2 separate regions of the Pan troglodytes genome follow, and region 2 is linked to region 1. The links are chromatin contacts, called in public Hi-C maps. All regions are on one chromosome and are shown on one strand. The core of a region is the stretch at or near the end of the contact, and the rest is flanking DNA. Distances in the headings are between cores, read along the strand shown.

Region 1 (5,195 bases), core at 2,317-4,816:
CCCAATTATGCATTCCTTATCATGATTGGATATTCATGTTTGGTGACTTTTTGTTTTTTTGTAAGCTAAGAATGTATGCTTAGGGGAGGTGCTGTTTGTGGAATAAATAGGTTTAAATTATTTGTGTCACTTGTCAAACTTCTTAACAAGCATACTGTGCAGTGACAGAGAAATAATTCCTAACTTTCCCACTGGACTGTGAGTTCCAGGGGTCTGTTTTACTTATAACTGTGTCCCCAGCACCTAGCACAATGTCTGACACATAATAGGTACCTGCTCAGTAAATATCTGTGGATTGAATGAAGTGAATTGACTTGTCCAAGGTCATGTTGACCAAGATTTCTGATTACACCCACCTGATTTAGAAGCCCATGCTATCACCTCTACACCACTCTGCTTCTCGGAAAGAACCAAGGGAAAGAGGTCTCCAGGCACAGGATTGTGGGCCCAAGAGATTGCATCCCCTTGAACTCCTCTAGTTTGGTTGGTGAAGGTGGTGATGGAAATAAGCACCTATGAACCAAGCCACTATCCACCATAATACCCTTTAGAAACTACACTTTATAATCTTGACAGCCCTGAGCCTGGCTTTTGGGGTATTTACAGAGGGTGGCAAGGGCAGGTCCTGGGTTTTGCAGTGGGACAAGTGAAGTTCTCATCTCAGTTCTGCTGTGTGACCTTGAGCTATGAATGCCCCTCTCTGAGCCTCCTCCTTCCTGCACCATGTGGATAAACAAGCTTACTTACGGGATTATGGGGTTGAAAGGAGATCATCAATGGAAGTGGCTGCCCAGTGACTGTGGATTTTTTGGAAACTGTTTTTTGAAAACTGTTGACATTGAGAACAGCGTTATCGGGAGCTGCCAGGCTTAGGGCCAAGGGGCCTCATCTATCAGGCTTTTCTGCTTTCAAGTAGGTATTAATAGGTACAGAAGGCCCTTATCTCTTCCTCAGTTTCATGCTAGGAATGCTGGTCTTCACTCCTTTCTGCTTCAGCAGGACCTGAAGGATTGTGGGAAGGAGGGCTCCTACTTCTACCTGGATGTGTACTTGAATACTCTGGGGCGGGCAGGACTTTGGAAAACCCCCAACCTCAGCCTCATCAAGCCTGAAAAATAACCTTTTCATCTACTTGGTAAACTCAGGCCCTTTTGGCCTCAAATTTCCTCATCATAAAATGGAGCAATAATAATAGACATCTCTCTTTGCCAGCCACCACAGTTAAACCAGCACAATGCTTGGTATATAATAGGTGCTTAATAAGTGTTTGTTGAATGACTTGGGTTTGAGAGGGCTTTACACAAATGAATGTTAGTGTTACTGGGACCCTGTGGGAAGGTGCAGGGAAAGGACACTCTTTCCATCTGGAATGGGAATGTGCTGGTTTCTCTTGCTCTCTGCCAGCACCTGCGTTGGTTGTTTAGAATGGGACCTACCCCTCAGCTTCTTTATGGAGAGGGGATGGGGAAGGGGGACAGGACAGGCAGACCTCAGGGCTGGGAATGCAGTGTAGGCCCAATTTGGTCACTGGTTGGCTTCACAGTTACTTTCTCCTGAAAGGGCCTCAGTTTTCCTATCCATACAGCAAGAGGCTTATGTGGTCTCTGTGGTCCCTTCTAGCTATGATACATTCTAGGATTTGCAATGAGTAATTTCAGAAACTACTCATTGGAGGGGAAAACAACTCCTGATTTCCTAAACCACCTCATAGTTTGTAAAACACTTCCTTATGCTTTTCATTCTCCTGGCAACCCTGGAAGGGGCCAGGGCAAGGTCTGTGTGCCCATTTGAAACTAAGGGTGAGAAGCATCCTCAGGAGCTGTGATTTGAGGCTGCACCACTCATTTTGATTATGCTGGTACACCAGTTTGCTTTCAAATGTGAGTATGCATAAAAATAACCTGGAAGCTTGGTGAGGTGGCAGTCACCTGGAGTACCAGCTATGCTGGAGGCTGAGGCGGGAGGATCTCTTAAGCCCAGGGGTTTGAGACTACCCTGGGCAACATAGTGAGACCTCGTCTATATAAAATAAATAGGAAAAAAAAAAATAAGATACTGGCTTTTCTAATTCCCTAAGTGTCAAAAAAAAAAAAAGAAAAGAAAGAAAGAAAAAAGAAAAAGAATAACAAATATCACCTGGAAAGGGGACATGGCATTGTTAAAATGCAGATTCCTGGGCACCTAGAGATTTTAAATTGGCAAGGCCAGGGTGGGCCCAAAATTAGCAAGTGACCACGTGGTTCTGAAGCCAGTGGCCTAAGGACCACCCTTGCAGAACCGTGGTCTCCTTGTCACAGTCTAGGCAGCCTCTGGCTTAGCCTCTGTTTCTTTCATAACGTTTCTCAGCGCCTGCTCTGGGCCAGACCAGTGTTGGGAGGAGTCGCTACTGAGCTCCTAGATTGGCAGGGGAGGCAGATGGAGAAAAGGAGTGTGTGTGGTCAGTATTGGAGCAGAGGCAGCAGTGGGCAATAGAGGAAGTGAGTAAATCCTTGGGAGGGCTCCCTAGAAGTGATGTGTTTTCTTTTTTTGTTTTAGAGACAGGATCTCGCTCTGTCGCCCAGGCTGGTGTGCAGTGGCATGATCATAGCTCACTGCAGCCTCGACTTCTCGGGCTCAAGCAATCCTCCCACCTCAGCCTCCCAAGTAGCTGGGACTACGGGCACACGCCACCATGCCTGGCTAATTTTTGTATTTTTTGTAGAGATGGGTCTTCACCATGTTGATCAGGCTGGTCTCGAACTCCTGGGCTCATGCGATCCACCCCGCCAGCTGATTACAGGGATTCCGGGGGTGAGCCACCGCGCCCAGACGCCGCTTCATCGTATTGTAAACGTCTGTTACCTTTCTGTTCCCCTGTCTACTGGACTGTGAGCTCCTTAGGGCCACGAATTAAGGATGGGGCACAGAGCAAGCTCTCCAAACGTTTGTTGAATGAGTGAGGGAATGAATGAGTTCAAGCAGATGCTATACGTTGGCTGTTGGAGATTTTGGCTAAAATGGGACTTGCAGGAAAGCCCGACGTCCCCCTCGCCATTTCCAGGCACCGCTCTTCAGCTTGGGCTCTGGGTGAGCGGGATAGGGCTGGGTGCAGGATTAGGATAATGTCATGGGTGAGGCAAGTTGAGGATGGAAGAGGAGGCTGATGGCTGGGCTGTGGAACTGATGATCCTGAAAAGAAGAGGGGACAGTCTCTGGAAATCTAAGCTGAGGCTGTTGGGGGCTACAGGTTGAGGGTCACGTGCAGAAGAGAGGCTCTGTTCTGAACCTGCACTATAGAAAGGTCAGTGGGATGCGGGAGCGTCGGGGCGGGGCGGGGCCTGTGTTCCCGTGTCCCCACGCCTCCAGCAGGGGACGCCCGGGCTGGGGGCGGGGAGTCAGACCGCGCCTGGTACCATCCGGACAAAGCCTGCGCGCGCCCCGCCCCGCCATTGGCCGCACCGCCCCGCGCCGCCGCCCCATCCCGCCCCTCGCCGCCGGGTCCGGCGCGTTAAAGCCAATAGGAACCGCCGCCGTTGTTCCCGTCACGGCCGGGGCAGCCAATTGTGGCGGCGCTCGGCGGCTCGTGGCTCTTTCGCGGCAAAAAGGATTTGGCGCGTAAAAGTGGCCGGGACTTTGCAGGCAGCGGCGGCCGGGGGCGGAGCGGGATCGAGCCCTCGCCGAGGCCTGCCGCCATGGGCCCGCGCCGCCGTCGCCGCCTGTCACCCGGGCCGCGCGGGCCGTGAGCGTCATGGCCTTGGCCGGGGCCCCTGCGGGCGGCCCATGCGCGCCGGCGCTGGAGGCCCTGCTCGGGGCCGGCGCGCTGCGGCTGCTCGACTCCTCGCAGATCGTCATCATCTCCGCCGCGCAGGACGCCAGCGCCCCGCCGGCTCCCACCGGCCCCGCGGCGCCCGCTGCCGGCCCCTGCGACCCTGACCTGCTGCTCTTCGCCACACCGCAGGCGCCCCGGCCCACACCCAGTGCGCCGCGCCCCGCGCTCGGCCGCCCGCCGGTACGGACCCCAGGGACGCCGCGCCGACAGCGCCGCCTGTGCCCCCCGCGCAGACCCGGGAGGGCGCCGTGTTTGGCCTGGAGGCGGCAGGGGGCGGGGGAGGGGTTGACTGAGGCGCCCAGGCTGGGCGGTGCAGAGCCGGGGTTGGGCCTCCGGGCCCCGCCCTGGGGTGCGGGGTGACCTCGGGCCGGTCCCTGTTTGCTGCTCTGTGCTCTGCGCCTCAGCTTCCTCACCGGAGCCTCCCCAGCGTCGGACTCAGTGATAATAATAGCCCACGTGTATTCAACTGGCGTTTACTGCATGCCAGGCCTTTGGGCGACTTCAAGCCAGCTAAAGCTCACAACCCCGCTGTGAGCTGTGTTGTCACTGTGCCCATCTGACGGAGGAGGAACTGAGGCCCAGAGAGGGAAAGTGACTTGCCCCTGGTCACACGGCTGCAGGTGGTGGGGCTGGGATTTGAACTGAGGCCTGCTGGCTTCAGCTCAGAATTTGCATCTCGGTAGTGAGCACAGCTGCTAGGGGAAGTGAAGGCGGGGCGGAGGAAAGTCCTGGGGCCTAACCGTTGGTGAGCCATTGAGGAGACCCTCCTTCCTGCCTCGATGCTGACTGCCAGGTGCAGGCCTGGCCGGCCAGGCCTCTGGGGACAGCCCTCCTGGCTGGGAGGCCTTCTCTGCAGGGGCGGGGCAGCTGGACCAGCTGCTGATCCCCTCCCTCTGCCTGTCCTTCCATCTGCCACCCTCCACCCTCCCGGGCCCTGGTTGCCATGGAACCTCATTAATCAGGCAGGCCGACCCCTGAGTCTCTGTAGAAGGACTAGGTGGGCTGGGCCTCTGGGAGCTGGAGAGGAGGCCCCCAGTGCCAGGAGAGAAAATGTCTCAGGGAGATCCTTTAATAAAGCCCTCCCTGATCGCTGAGCTCAAGACCAATTCAGACTGGAGGGCCCAGAAGAGGCGGCTGAATTCCAGTGGGAGAAGGGATTGGAGGCGTAGAAGCCTGGAGCTGGGAACTGTGGGGCACAGGGCAGGGTGTGGAGACCAGTTTGACTGGCGCAGCCTATGGGTGAAGGTGGGGCTCTGGTGTGCAGGCGGGGTCTGGCCAGGCAGGATGGGGTCTCAGCAGGGAACTTGGAGCAAGTGGGAGGGGTGAGGCAGGACTCAGGACAAGGAGGTAGAAGCTGCCTAACTGCTGATGGGGGTGTGGGTGGCAG
Region 2 (5,518 bases), core at 1,783-4,282, 380 kb before region 1:
AAAACTTAAACATAGCTTATAAATTTATAAAATCTCAGAGCAGTGGTAGCGGTGAGAGAAAGAGAGAAGGGGGTTGAGAACTGGATAGTGATAGCAGCTATTCTAGAGAATACTAGGAGAATATAGTGAAGAGAGGCTTACCCAGGGTCTGCCCGGCCAGCACCCGCCCATTCTCTCCCAGCACAGCTGCCCGGGCATGGCGCTCATTGGAGTACTGAACAAAGGCATAGCCCTTGTGCACAGAACAGCCGGCCACACGGCCATACTTAGAGAAGATGGTCTCCACATCTGATTTCTTCACCAGAGCTGTGTTGAGGTTTCCAATGAAGACTCGAGAGTTGATGGACTTGGGGTCATTCTTGTTGGTTACATTGCTTGCCTGAAGCTTCAAGGACATGGTGCCCACCTGAAGAAAAAGAGCCTCGGTGAAGCTGGGTCCCTGGGCTGGGCTCAAGGACTGCCCACGGCCCATATCCTGGATAAATGAATTGCCTCTTACCTTCCTTAACCCTTATAGCATCCAGCCTACCTGTTCCTGCATCTTGTTTTCTTGTCATATTACCAAGAGTTGCCACATATTGGCTGTTGACCTCATGCCAGGCGCTTTACATACATTCCCTCATTTGTTACTCACATGATATGCAGAACCACAACATTTTACAAGGGAGAAATCTCACATTCAGAGAGACCACAATGTTAGTGAATGGCAGGGCTGGGATCTGACCCCCTGATCTGCTTGACTCTAATTCTTTTGAGTCTACTCCTTTAATGCTCATCTCAAATGTTATCCCATTCAGGATCTAAATTTGAAGATCTTCAATGCAGAACCATGGTCACATGGTATTTGCAAGTGATGTTTACTCTAGACCACCACCATATGATGAAAATTGCAGGGGCCGGGCGTGGTGGCTCACAACTGTAATCCCAGCACTTTGGAGGCCGAGACGGGTGCATCACCTAAGGTCAGGAGTTCGAAACCAGCCTGGCCAACATGGCGAAACCCCGTCTCTACTAAAAATACAAAAAATTAGCCAGGCGTGGTGGCGGGTACCTGTAATCCCAGCTACTCGGGAGGCTGAGGCAGGAAAATTGCTTGAACCCGGGAGGTGGAGGTTGCAGTAAGCCACTGCACTCCAGCCTGGGCGACAGAGCCAGACTCTGTCTAAAAAAAAAAAAAGGAAAAGAAAACTGCTTAGTCTGATCCAGACACAGACCTGTCTGAATTGCTACCAACCATTTTGAAAAGGGTATGCTAGCTAAGCCTGATAATGGTTTGAATTTGTGTCCCCGCCCAAATCTCATGTCTAATTGTAATCCCCAGTGTTGGAGGTGGGGCCTGGTGGGAGGTGACTGGATCATGGTGACTGAAATCATGCATTTCCCCCCTGGTGCTGCTCTCATGATAGTGAGTGACTGCTCGTGAGATCTGGTGTTTAGACGTGTGTAGCACCTCCCACTGTCTCTTTTCCTCCTGCCCTGGCCATATGAAGACGTGTCTACTTCCCCGTCGCCTTCCACTATGATTGTAAATTTCCTGAGGCCTCCCAAGAAGCAGAAGCCTGAACGGCCTGCAGAACTGTGAACCAATTAAACTTTTCATTATAAATTACCCAGTCTCAGGTATTTCTTTATAACAGTGCAAGAATGGACTAATACAAAGCCTCACCAGGCACTCGCTGTGGCTAAGGGTGGTATACAATACTGAATAATCCCAAGATCCCACAAGTTAATGTCATGATTACTCATATTTTAGCAGAAACTGATTGACAAGTTCATTAACTTACTAGTAATGAGCATTCGCACCCAGGTCAGTCTGTCCCTAAAGTCTATTTCTTTCAACTTTTTCATTTTGCTTCCCAGAGCTAAAGCCAATTTAGATACCACAGAAAGTCAGCACATTCACCTGAGAATTATTTTTAATAAATTTATTTTTTAGTTACCCATATTAATACTAACTCGTTCAAATTTTGTTCTGTTTGGCTTAGAGATGAGACTGCACCTACCCTTTGCTCTCTGTATTCTGGCCAGGTCTTTTACCCCAAAGGGCTGTACAAATTTTTCCCGTACAGTTTACGGCTGGGCATAGGCTCCAAGAGGAAAGGGGAAAGGAGAGAAGCTCAATTTCAGTAGGAAAAGCCTCAAGTTAAGCCTTGGCAGTTCCCGGCCCAGTCTTCTGCTCATTGGTACAGGTTGATGCCACTCCCTTTTGGAACCCTCCTATCTCAGTAACCTAACCTTAAGGCCATTTCAGGTGATAAAAGACTCCAAATAGCATATATAAAAACTTTCATCAGTCTGCCAACCTATTTACCTAATATTTTGGGGGGACTTCTTTTCAGTGAACTGGAAAAGATACATCTGTATCTCTTATCCCACTAGGGGATAAGAGACTCTTTTTCTCTTAAATCCTCCCAGCCTGGAAGCTGGCACGTTCTGACCAGCAGGTGGTACTGTTTACAAGGGAATCATAGGCTGGACCTGAACCCAACTTGGGAAGAAACTGCTCCCAGGGTTAGGCTTAAAGTGAACCCAATGGATATACTGGAGTCAGCAGTGCATTATCTCAGATAAAGGAAAGGGGCTGAGAGGGTCCCATCACTGCTACTGATGAAGGGGCTGGTGCCAGCTTTGGAACTGACTTTGAAAGAGACAGACTCTTGTTACTCAGTTTGCCTTTGGTTCCACTCATCTACACTTATCAGGCAGTGAGGGACACAAAGGTAGTAACACACTGTGCATACGAGGCAGGAAATGCTCAATACATGTTTTTCCCATGGGCTTGCCATTCCTCACAGTTCTCGCTGACAGTCCCTCTCCTACATGGATGACAAGCCATTCAAGGGTTAATTCCTTGTCTATCCACGGGTATACAAGAAGTTAATAGGGCCCCTGTGTGGGCATCAGATGATTCTCTCCTAGGTGGTTCAGCTCAAAGTGCTATAGTTTTGGCCTAGGGAGAAGCCACCTGCTTTGGCTAGAGGGAGTCAACCAAGCCTGGGGTGTGGATAGAGATACAAAGAGTGACCTCTACTGGGAGCCACAAGCACCACTGAGCAGGAAGCATTTGCTGAACAGCTGTTCGTGGTATTGTGACGAGATCAGTACTCACCTTGACTGGTGAGCCAAGTTTTTAAGGTTTGGCCCTGCCAGTCTTTTCTCTCATTGGGTTTGGAATGATGTACATAAAAGGACTTTGCAAACCCTAAAGCCCTTCACAAGATCTTGTAATTACACTGGCTTGCACCTCTTTATTCCAATACTGCCATCTGCGAACCCCATTCTAGATGAGGGTAAAGGTCACAGTGGAACACATTCTGTATAATGCCAAGGAGGGGCAGCCAGAAGCCATGGCATATGAAGATCAGTTTTCTGATCTGTAGAGGAGAGACTTGGGAAGTGTATGTATGTGGTTGCAAGTGCTGCTCTGGGTGAGAAATCTGCAGTTAAAAGGAGAAATGCTCACCTATGGCATGCGCTAGGTACCCAACCTCTGAGCTCCTCGTCTAAACAGCCCCCTATCCACTTTCATGCCCTGCACACTCCTTTGGAAAGTGGGATGTGCTACAGTTGTGTGGACTCCCTCAGCCCAAGGAGACAGGTATCTGTGGGGGTGTGCAAAGGCTTGAGTGACCACACACATGTTGATGAGGCTCCTCTAAGTGAGGGATAGAGGTGGGAAAGGGAATGAAAAGGAGGTAGAGCCAGGCTAGGTCTCCCTGAACTGCCAGGTTCAAGTACAGAATCCTAATGAGTCCAAGAATTCTAAATTCAGACATGGTATTCCAGGTTGTTAGGAACATCACAATTTATTAGCTTCATTCAGAACCTTCAAATGTTTAAACATATGGTACATGGGTCTCTATTTGTACTCTTATTACTCTGCCCTACAAATGTTATAGGGCAGGCCTGACAAAACTCGGGGCACAGTAAGTGTTCAATCAATGTTAGGGAGGGAGTGGTTAAACATATGTCCCAGGAGGTGGTGAGAAGGTCTAGCTGTGGGCTGCCTTAAGTGGTTAGGACCACTAGGGCAGAGGTCCCAGATACCATTTTCTAATCTTTCAACCAAACACCCACTTCCACAGACCAACTCAATCCCTCCCACCCAATTCTTCCTATGCTTTTCAAGGTACCCCCTAGCTTAGAGTGGCAGCCCTAGAAAATATTGACATCCATTCAGCAGGAGCTACTTCACTTGGTAAGCTATTTCCTGCCCTGGGCCAAGCTCTGCCTCACAGATTAGCTGTGTAATTGAGAGCAAGGTGTCTGCAGCCCCCAGGGGTCCTAGGTTTAGCAATGAGCTGAGGAGAGGTGGGTAGAAGGATTGTTCTTGGTGGCTGGGGGAAAGGAGAGAAGCAAATTTATTCCTAGAGACTTCTGCAATGTCAGATGAGCAGAGACCTGTGCGCACATGGAGCTTATAAATGCTCTTACTCGGAAGAACAGAACAGAAGTTTTACCCACAGTAAAAACTTGGCCAGGATGCTACAGCTAGTGAGTAGCAGAGACAAGATTACCCCATGGGTCCTCTGACGCTAAGTCTAGGGTCCTTATATTCCATTTTTCATTTGGGGCTGGTAAGAGACAGGCCCCCAGGACACTGAGGAGCTGGGAGAGAGCACAGTGTCTCAAAAAAAAAAAAGAAAGAAAAAAGCTATCTTTGAGAAAACTGGGGACTGGCTCCCCAATAAGTGCCTTCACCTTTACCTGCAGGAGAAACAATTGCTGCATAAAAGCTGGGCCTTTTAAGCTAATTAAAATCCACTAGTGAAACAGGCTTTGAAATGCAATTTACGGCTCAAAGGGATGGGCCTGCTTCTCCAGGCTAGTAAGAGTAGAAGAAATGTGGCAAAAACAAATTCAACAAAAAACAAGCCTGAACATGGAGAAAAGTGGCAGGGGTTTGCAAAGAGAAAAGTGGCAGGGGTTTGCAAAGGTAGAAAAGCCCTAAAAGGTACCTCTGATCTTTGGGTAAATGAGACACCCAGAGAGCCGTCACAGTAACAACAGCCACTGGCTGGGCACAGTGGCTCACGCCCATAATCCCAGCACTTTGGGAGGCGAAGGCAGGTGGATCACTTGAGGTTAGGAGTTCAGGACCAGCCTAGCTAACATGGTGAAACCCCATCTCTACTTTAAAAAAAAAAAAATTAGCCAGGCATGGTGGCAGATGTCTGTAATCCCAGCTACTTGGGAGGCTGAGGCAGGAGAACTGTTTGATCACCGCCACTGCACTCCAGCCTAGGCGACAGAGCGAGACTTTCCGTCAAAAAAAAAAAAAAAAGAAGAAAAAAAAAAGGACGGCCACTAATTACTGAATGCTGCACAGTATTACAGTATTTAACCCTCACAACAGCCCTGTGAGGAGGTGTTTGACATAGGGAAACTGAGATAGGTTCAGAGAAGCAAGGTAACTGGTTAATAGAGCAAAGCCAGAACTGGAATCAGGACCTCAAAAACAGGCACCTGCAGGGGCAAGATTGCACATGGCACAGGGATGCCTTGGGTTCTGACTTCC

The links. Hi-C and Micro-C count contacts between places; a contact is called where the count stands out from the background.
Region 2: a contact with region 1 is called in a Hi-C map of induced pluripotent stem cells, with 1.9 times the contacts expected there. The contact joins the enhancer-like site here to the promoter of E2F1 in region 1. A contact is called at or near these places in 2 of 7 Hi-C or Micro-C datasets (induced pluripotent stem cells and stem cell-derived neural progenitor cells) and 1 of 1 datasets of contacts at active chromatin or transcription factors (stem cell-derived excitatory neurons).

The regions. Positions count from the first base shown.
Region 1 is chr21:39,893,835-39,899,029 of NHGRI_mPanTro3-v2.0_pri, reverse strand. It overlaps E2F1 (E2F transcription factor 1), which reads left to right and starts at 3,566. Exons shown (of 7, transcript XM_003316862.6): 1 at 3,566-3,988. The coding sequence starts at 3,728.
Region 2 is chr21:40,272,240-40,277,757 of NHGRI_mPanTro3-v2.0_pri, reverse strand. RALY (RALY heterogeneous nuclear ribonucleoprotein) reads right to left here. Exons shown (of 10, transcript NM_001280425.1): 3 at 142-406. The coding sequence starts at 397. Among named protein-coding and RNA genes, the nearest start is that of EIF2S2, 43 kb to the left of the region's middle. Within about 2 kb of position 3,032, at least 2 of the 24 cell types and tissues checked have an H3K27ac peak or open chromatin away from gene starts, as enhancers often do. A contact at or near this core is called in induced pluripotent stem cells, where this site is marked.